Linked DNA regions of Mus musculus: region 2 is linked to region 1. A link is a contact called in public promoter capture Hi-C data. All regions are on one chromosome and are shown on one strand. The core of a region is the stretch at or near the end of the contact, and the rest is flanking DNA. Distances in the headings are between cores, read along the strand shown.

Region 1 (4,502 bases), core at 1,419-3,918:
ATGGCAGGGCGTTGGGCATACTTCTTTCTGAGGAAGACCACCTAGAGAAAACCCCTAAACCTGCTGTCATCTGCCCTTCACTACCCCCATCCATTCCTGCTCCCCTGCTTTTCCCATGAGGCCCTGGGAATGTGGTGCTTGGCCCATGCACGGCTATCAATAGCTCTTAAGGTGTGGCTATCAATGGCCTATTGACAGCTTTCTGAGTTGTAACTGCCCATGTTCTATGTGAGGATGACTTACATAAAGTCATGAGTACTGTAACTTGCCTTAGTGGCTTGCAGTAGCTAATAGAAAGGGACTAGGCAGCCATTTCGTGGCAGCAAGCCAAAGACAGCAGACATTAGGTCTCAGAAAAGTTAACCAGTTTATAAGCAAGGGACTAACAACACTAAAAATCCCCCACTCTGTGCCTCCGTGTGTGTGTGTGTGTGTGTGTGTGGTCATGGGTATGGGTGCACACAACTGCACATGCATATGGAGGCCAGAAGTCAACTTTGGATGGCGATCCCCAGGTGTTGTCTACCTTGTTTCTTCAGGCAGAATCTTTCAGTGACTTGGAACTCACCAAATAGATTAGGCTGTTTGACCAGCAAGGCCCAGAGACCCACATGTCTCCACATGTCTCTGTCTCCTCAGATTTGCAATTATAAGCATGAACTGTTTGGGGCTCAGCTGTCTCCAGCTGCCAGGCCTAAAGGCCTAAGTGCACCAGTATGCCACAGGGACAAAGGGCTTGTCCCTAGAGGCTAGCCAAGCTGGTTTTGGTCAGAGAGCTATAGAAATGGTGTTCGGTGACAAGGGTGTGATATACTCACGTGGCACTTGCAGGTAAACCTCTTTCCGACTACTGTGTGCGCCCAATGAGAACTGGCAGAGCAGGGTCCGACCGTGGTCCTGCCAGGATAGGGCCATATGTAGGGTCGTCTGGTGATAGACGCCAGTGGGCTCGAGGCTCTGGAAGCTGGAGGTGACAGAGTGGGTGGGGTCCTGGCCTCGCCACTGCAGGCTGACTTGCTTCTCCTGCAGGCACAGGTAGGGTGTGGAACAGTTGAAGTTCCTCTCCATGCCTTCACGCAGCTCCTCAGGAATGGTAATAGTGGGGGGGCTGGGATCCGCTGAAAACAAAGGCAGTAATTCTCAGGGCTCCCCTCACCTCACTGTACCTCACACTGTCCCCACAACCCCAACCAAAGGACAAGACTTGGGGGGAGGGGGACTCAAGAAAAGGAGAATGTCACAGAGTGAAAAATAATAGGCAAAGGTCAGAGCTGAAGGCCTAGGCAAGGTTCAGGTCAAAGGACAGGGCTGGAGCAGCAGCCTAGGAGTCCCTGACCGCGACCAGTCCCCAGGCTCCTCACTTGTCACAGTGACCGTGGTGCCTTTGACATCTAACCAGCGGTTGCTATCACTGATCTCAAAGCGGAAGTTGTAGGTGCCAGAGTCTTCAGGCTTCAAGTCTTTGAGCAACAGGTTGCACACCTTGTGGTCCATGTTCCCCATCAGTTCAGCTCGACCCCTGAAACGCTTGTCCACCAGCTTGGGGTCCCCTGAGTGGATTACCACCTGCCGCTTGCCCGAGTAGTCATAGTACCAGATGGCTGTGATGCCATTGGACACTGGGACATCGGCAGGGTAGCTGAAGATGCAGGGAATGAGCAGGCAGGATCCCGACAAGCCCTGCACATTCTTGGGACTGGAGACACCCCATGTGGTCTGGCCTAGAGGAGGGTAGGAAGAGCAACAGAGAAAAGGGTGATGCAAGCCTGGGAACAGAGCCCTGTCACCTGCCCCAAAAGAGGGTGCTCCAAACAGGCTCCAAATCTAATCTAATTTCCCTCTTAGTGCCCCAAGGATGGGGTGTGCTCAGTCACATCTGATCATAGTCTAGGCTTCTGTGCTGAGTCCACAGAGGCCAGACCCTATGAGAGGCACTAGCCTCGTGCAGCTTACCTAGTGAGAAGACAGAGGCCAGCAGGAGCAGGGAGAACAGGACACACATCCCAGTGCCCAGGTGCATTCAGGTGCCTAGGGAAGCCGGGTGGGTAGGCACACAGAGACTGCCTGGAGCACTCCAGGGCCCAAGTCTATAGGGTTTATCTCACCTGCTGTGTTGGTCAACCCAACAGGAAGGACTGCTGTGGCAGCCACCAGCAGGGAACCAGAAGCCCCTGTTCCTGGCTCAGGGAGTGATTGGAAATGCTCTCACTTGGTGGCATGTCCCAGAGAGTCTTCTGTGCCCCTTGGCTCCACCCCTTAAGGACACAGCCTCAAGGCAGATCAGCAGTGCATGTCTCTCTTCACTTCTCCCCTGCCGCCTCCTATTACTCAAACCAACAGAACCTGGAGTCCAGTGAGACCCTGTCACTTACTCCAGGGCATCCAGCAAGCACCGTAAGCACCGGAAATTGGTCTCCTGCCTCTCCAGCTACAAGTCGGACTGAGCACACGCTGAGGCTGCCTGGCTTGTTTGTAGACAAAGTTCTCAACTTGGCAGCTCAGGGTGGTCTCAAGTTCACAGAATCCTCCTTCAACTTCCTTTAAAGAGTCCTTCCTCTCTCAAAAAACTCCTCATTGCCCCCTGAGATTTTGAAAGACCTCATTTCTTAACCCCTATGCTGTCCCCTTTCTCTGTGTTTCATAGACTTACTCTAGGCCTAATCTTGTCTGCTCCCTGGCTCCCTCACTGCCCAGTTCCACCCCCACCATAAATGATCTTTGCTCACAGAAATCTTACTCAACCTTCAGGATGCTGCATAAATCTGTAACTTCCCCTCTGGGCTGAGTCCTTGTGGCCACAGCAGAGAAAGCTTTATGTTTTCCCTCTTCTTGGCAGCCATGGGCATCCACCCATTTCTGAAGACCTAGGCCTGGGAATTTGTGGTCCACAGCAGTGCAGAGCCCCAGACCTACAGGGATCTCAGTGATTATGACAAGGGTGTGTGGTCCAGAGTCAGGCTAGAGAGGTGTCAAGGAAACTTTCCTGGGTCAGGTCGCCATACACTCACACCCACAAACATGCTTATTGTATACCATGCACAAGGAGCAAGCCCTGTGCCAAAGGGTGCCACAGCAGGAAGGAACACCACAGGCGGCAGACACAGCAGTCCAAGAAACACCTAGAAAACAACCCAGATGTCAGTCTCCATGGCTTTGGACCACGCAGTGCTTTCCTGACTTAGAAGCGAAGCTCAGTGGTAATGCTTCGTGATTCTAGCGTTCGGGAAGCTGTAGTGGGAGGATCCTGTGTTTAAGGCTCGCTCGTCAGGGCAAGCTACGAAGACCGTGCCTCAAAAAAGAAAAGGGGGAAGTAGGTAAGAGGGACTTGATTTTTGTGTGAGCCAAAAAAAAAAAAAAAAAACCAAGCAAACAAACAAAAACAAACAAACAAACAAAAACTGTGCAGAGAAATGAAAAAGACAGCCAAAGAATGAGAGAAAATATTTGAGAATCATTTATTGAAGACTAGTATCCAGAACATGTCAAGAATTCTGACAGTACCATAGCCTCCTCTGAAATAAAACAACCCATCTAGGAAAATGGGCAAAGGACTTGAATAGACACTTCTCATTGAAGAAATGCAAGGCAACAAACCAATGAAAAGACGCGTGAGGAAAACATAAGTCGGAACCAGAGTGAGGGCTGGGGGGCAGTTCAGGGGGTAAGAACACGGTACCGTACCGGGTGTGAGCATTTGTACAACTACCGAAGCTCCTGAATGCAGGCCCAGCACTGGTTGGAGCAGAGAGAGACAGAAGAATTCCTGGGGTTAGCTGGCTAGCCAGCTCAGCTGTAAGAGATCCTGTCTCAGGGGGAGTTAAGTGGCAAAGGATAGAAGACACACACATCAGCAAACATGGGAACAACCAACCACTATGATGGCTACTAATGAAAAAAAAAAAAAAACAAGAATAAAAACTGTTGGTGAGGATGCACAGAAATAGGAGCCCTGCACATCGTTAGTGGGAATGTGGAATGGTGCAGTGTGGGAGACTGAGGATTCCTCAAGAAGTCGGTGTAGAACTAGGAAATGGGACAGGATGAGAACCTATAGGGACAGAAGCTGAGCTCCAAGCAGACACCGCTAAACCACGTTCACAGCAGCATCCTTCACACCTGTCATAGGATAGAAAGATCCCTGTGTCTATCAACAGAGAGATGGATAGAGAGATGTGCCTATGTATATAGTGGATTAATCAGAACAGATGCAGCTCTGACACGTCCTCTATAACATAGTAAGCAAATACTACATTGCTCAAGTTAATGAACCATCTAGAAACAGAAAATGGATGAAGTTACTGGGGACTGGGAGAGGAGAGAATATGGAGTTACTATCTGATGGGTACAGAGACTACGTTGTGGATGGTGAGAACGGACTGGAAATGGATAGTGGTGGCAGCTATGTAACAATGTAAATATATGCCTAAAGATAGGACAGGAAACTCCATCTGATGTATATTTTATCATAGACACAATGTTGCAACTGTGCAATCCTCCCAGCT
Region 2 (4,502 bases), core at 904-3,403, 440 kb after region 1:
GCTAGCTGCTTGTCTAATTAATGGTCTTTTCAACTTAATGGCAGAGTGGCAGAAGGCCGGGTTTTCTCTGGGTCAGCCTGTTTATTGAGCCCATCTCTCATTTGTATTGGGCAACAGGCAGGCAGTGTCCTGCTAAGGGTAACCATGATAACCCCATGCTTGTATATTTAATAGTAGGCAAAAGGGTTGGCCACTGCCCCTTTCCATCCCCTAAAGCAGAGCTAGTGGCTAGAGGGACATTACTGTGTCCCTTTAGTCTAGTGTTGCTAATAATAAAGAACACCCCAAACCTGCTCTCATGGGATGCGAACGAGCTATTAGGCAGTTTATTTTACAGATTCAGTGCACATGTGATTTGGGCCTGTTGGATTTGGGGTTCACTCCACTTCACCCTCTACTTCTTTTTGTCTTATGTCTACCATTACTCCTACCCCAAAATGTGGGGCCATGTGGGATTACACAGCCATCTGTATACCCCAGCCCAAGGCCGTGTCCCTGGCATTGGGATCTTGGCTTTGCGTATCATTTCACTTGGTCTCTCTATTGTTTCTTGTTCTCCTAAAACTAGTCAGCATAATTCTGTCATGAGCCAAGCCATACCAGCAGGCTCGTCTGGAGGAGAAGGGCTGTGCCCACTGACCAGGATAAAGCAGAGGAGCACACCACACAGACCATACAGTGCCGCCTACGCCATCTTTCCACAGACAAAGCAGGGCTTTCCCTCCCACCGCTCACAGTCCAGTCCAACTTCATCTTCTTCGTCTGAGCATGTGGCACCACCATTCTTTGGCTTCAGAACACTCAGGTCACTATCCACTCCCTATCATCTGCTTTCCCATAGGCGAGTCTCATCGACTCCTCTTACGCATTCTGAATCGCATCCTTTGAGATACCCCACTGTACCTGCATCTCTGCCTTGAGTGGCGGAGGCAGCCTCCCAGGTGGTGTTCCTCTATAACCTCCTCCACAGGGCCAATGCAGCCTCCTTGGTTTCCAGGGACAGCCCTCACACTGGAGAAGCAAGGCGTTGCTCTCAGTCATCCTGTGAGAAGTTCTAAGGTCCCCCTGCTTCCTCTCTGTCTTCCCCTAGGACCTGGCTGCTCTTTTTTGTCAGGGTTCTAATCAGATACTTTTCTGGGCATACTGTCCTTTTCCACAGTTACCCCGTCTACCCCATTCTGTGCCCCCTTTCTTCACGGCCTTTCTTTCCTCCCCTTTGCTACTTGGTGTTTATGCAGATGCCTGTCCTTCCATCTCATGACTATGGAAGTTCCCTGTTCACTGCTACGTATCCGGTGCATCCAAAATAGTACCCAGTGTAGAGACAGGTTAATGGAAAAGGTTTACAGAATGGTAAGGGAAGGAAGACACCATGCAAGGGTGTGAGCCTGGAGACGCGCCCTTAGTGTTGGTGGCAGCCCTCTTGGGTCTCCCTTTAGGTTCCTGACACTCCTCTCCTGCCCACAACTCTATTTTTCTTTGCTGTCTTCTGCCTCATAGACACATAAAATCTAAGTAAGTCACTTCTCACCCATACAGACAGCTCTCTAGCCTCCTGTGGGAATTCCCTCGGGACACAAGGTTGACCCCTACTCTGCTTTGGTGACCTGTAATCCCCACCCTCTAAGGCAGGGACCTTTATCCCGACTTTCCAGCTGCCTGTTTGCTTCTGTCATTGCTCTTTGCTCCTCTTCACAGGGAAGTGTCACATGCTGCTGTCTGCGCTGGTACTGTCTCAGTTCCACCGTGCTCACACCAGCAGTTAGTGGTGGAGATTTTTCCAACTGCAAAGATACACAAGGGTCAAATGGGTTCTCCTTCTCACAAGGCAGGCCTGGAGAGGCAGAAGTTCTCTGGAAGAAAGGACAAGCCACGAACCATGACCATGACCTCTAGCACCACCTTCTGGCCATATGGGAACACAGCACTTGCTGCATTGAGAGGATTTGTATTCTCTGAGCTTTTCTGAATTCCTGAGAATGAACCAAGCAAGCGGTCACTGGACCCCGTTTAATAAACACTGAACAATGAATAATATCAGAAGTGTGATTTCAATTTACTCTTCAATCTGGTGTCAGAGCCCCCCACACGGTGTGGCTCTGGGTTGATGGAAGTGACACAGCTGTGAGGAACAGCATTGCGTTTACTTATTGTGGCCGGTTAGATCTGGCTACACCATGGGGATAACACGAGCCTTTCATACATAACTTATATAAAAACTAAACGTATTTACTGGAATGTAGTTGTTTGTGTGTTAGTTATTTTCTGTTGCTGGGATAAAACACCATGACCAACAGCAACTTACAGGAGGGTTTATTTTGGCTTATAGACCCATGGGGACGAGCTCATCACCACCTCATCGAGGAGGTGTGGCAGCAGCAGGCAAGCTGCTGGAGAAGGGAGCTGATGTGCACATCTTCAACCACAAGCAGAAGTGGAGAGGGAACTGGAACCGCTCAGAGCTGCCTGAAGTGACGTACATCCTCCAGCAGGGTGCAGCATCCTGACCTCCCCAAACAGCACCACCACCTGGGGCCCCAGTTCGGACATCTGAGCATCCGGGGCGGGGGAATCTTTCTGGAATAAGCACTCTGACACCAGTGAGTGGAAGAGATGAGCCGCCACTGATGGACCAAAGCCAGGACAAATCCTGAAAGGTTTTGATGCCAGGCTCAGTTTGCGTTCTCATTTTATATTCTAAAATACAAGTCAGACTGGCAAGCAAGCAAGCTTTTACAGAAGGGTTTGGGGCAACGGCTCATCATCTCAGCTTTTCCTCCAGGTCACTCTGTTCCAGGTAACAGGTGAAGCCATGCTTGGCAGACACACAGTACATGCAGTGCTCTAAGAAAGCCATCAGATAAATCAATATCTAATAACTGGTAAGATTAATGACTGAGAGAGGCACAAAAAACACTTTTGTTTCTTGAAGTTCAAAACTTTAAAGAACAACATGCATGATCTGTGTATTGTATGTGCGGTTTGTAGTGGTTTTGAAGTAGAGTCATGTAGAAAAGACTAATTATTAGACATTGATTTGCCAAACTCGACTTTACTAGTTACCTAAAACAGTGACCTGGAGGAATCGCCGAGACTGTGAGCCGTTGCCCTTAACAGCCTGCTGACTGCCAGGAACACTTTTGTAAGGTTAATGCGTTTGGCAGCTTTCCGCTACTGTGGCAGAATACCTGAGAAAATTGGCTCATAAAGTGGAAAGGTTCACTCTGACTTCCAGTCCAGGGTGTTTCAGTTAAGGGCCCTGCAGATGCACTGCTTTGGGCCTCTGGTGAGACATATGACAGGATGTGTTTGGAGAGAGAGAGAGAAGGAAGAAGAGTGACAGGGAGGGAGGGAGGTGGAGAGGGAGGGAAAGAGGGAAAGAGAGAGAGAGGGAAGATGCAAAAGGGAGACTGAGGGAGGGAAGGAGGGGAGAGAGGGGGTGAGGGGCAAGGAGTGAGGGAGGGAGAGTGAGGCAAAAGGAAGGGTGAGAGGGAGGGAGGAGGGGAGAGAGGGACCTGGGGGGGGCACATACAAGGAAGGAGGGAGAGACTGTGTGATCTCTCATATTCTTGGGGAACATTTTTAGATCCAAAGAGCTGCCACCCTCAAGACACTTGACATATTAGTTTGAACTTTGATAATTTCTTTAAAAAAATCCTATTGGGAAATATTTTCAGTTTTATTTTATTTGCCTGCATGTATGTCTGTGCACCATGTGTATGACTGGTGCCCACAGAGGCCAGGAAAGGGGCTACAGATGGCTGGCCGTGAGTACATGCGGGCACTAGGAACTGAACCTGGGTCTTCTTTGAGAGCAGCCAGGGTTCCTAACATCTCTGCAACCCCAGATTTTCTCATTTCTGTATTTAATGTAAACACAATATCTTAATTTCTTTTCCTGTTGCTGCAATAAAATACACTGATAAAAGCAACTTAAAGGGAAACGTGTTGGTCCCACCTATGATGAAGATGAGCCCCCCTACCCCCGGCATCAACTAACATAAAAAAGACAATCCCCCATTTGCTCAGCAAATATCCCAGGTGACTGTAGACTTTATCAAAGTGACAGTTAGTACTGTAATAACTCCACTCTCAAAATATCGCTTTTTTCTTTTTCTTCCTTTTTGTTTTCCTTCAGTTTTTCAAGTCAGGGTTCTTTTGAGTTGCCCTGGCTGTGCTAGAACTCACTTTGTAGTCCAGGCTGGTCTGGAACTTAGAGACCTGCCTGCCTCTGCCTCCTGAGGGCTTGTCACCATGCCAGGCTCAGAACATCACTTTTAAGCTATGACCTTCTACCTTTAAGGTCACCTGTCTCAATGAGCTCAGAACACTCTTATAATATGGTATGATTTTAGTCCAACCTTAAGGTCCTCATTGTCTTTAATAGTTTTGACACTGTAAGGTCCAAAGCCTCAACTGTCAGCTTCTATGAAATACGAAACAGTTTATTCCCAACATGTAATGGGACCGAGTAAACATTCATATTTCAAGGGGAAGAATCA

The links. Promoter capture Hi-C pulls out the DNA fragments that hold promoters and counts their contacts.
Region 2: a promoter capture Hi-C map of stem cell-derived epiblast-like cells shows a contact between it and region 1, with 11 times the contacts expected there. The contact joins the enhancer-like site here to the promoter of Siglec1 in region 1. A contact is called at or near these places in 17 of 39 promoter capture datasets (the 3T3-L1 cell line, the C10 cell line, HPC-7-derived erythroid cells and 10 more), 2 of 15 datasets of contacts at CTCF or cohesin (embryonic stem cells and large pre-B cells), 49 of 484 Hi-C or Micro-C datasets (the AtT-20 cell line, B cells, CD4 T cells and 34 more), 5 of 115 datasets of contacts at active chromatin or transcription factors (astrocytes, embryonic forebrain, embryonic stem cells and 1 more) and 2 of 9 other capture datasets (adipose tissue and liver).

What each region holds. Positions count from the first base shown.
Region 1 is chr2:131,084,097-131,088,598 of GRCm38.p6, forward strand. It overlaps Siglec1 (sialic acid binding Ig-like lectin 1, sialoadhesin), which reads right to left and starts at 2,669. Exons shown (of 21, transcript NM_011426.3): 1 at 1,954-2,669; 2 at 1,362-1,721; 3 at 819-1,118. The coding sequence starts at 2,020.
Region 2 is chr2:131,528,313-131,532,814 of GRCm38.p6, forward strand. It overlaps Gm30732, which reads left to right. Exons shown (of 2, transcript XM_017319385.2): 1 at 1-805; 2 at 1,699-2,032. The coding sequence starts at 156. The coding sequence ends at 1,969. Among named protein-coding and RNA genes, the nearest start is that of Gm30732, 4.6 kb to the left of the region's middle. Within about 2 kb of position 2,154, at least 27 of the 459 cell types and tissues checked have an H3K27ac peak or open chromatin away from gene starts, as enhancers often do. A contact at or near this core is called in adipose tissue, bone marrow-derived macrophages and pre-pro-B cells, where this site is marked.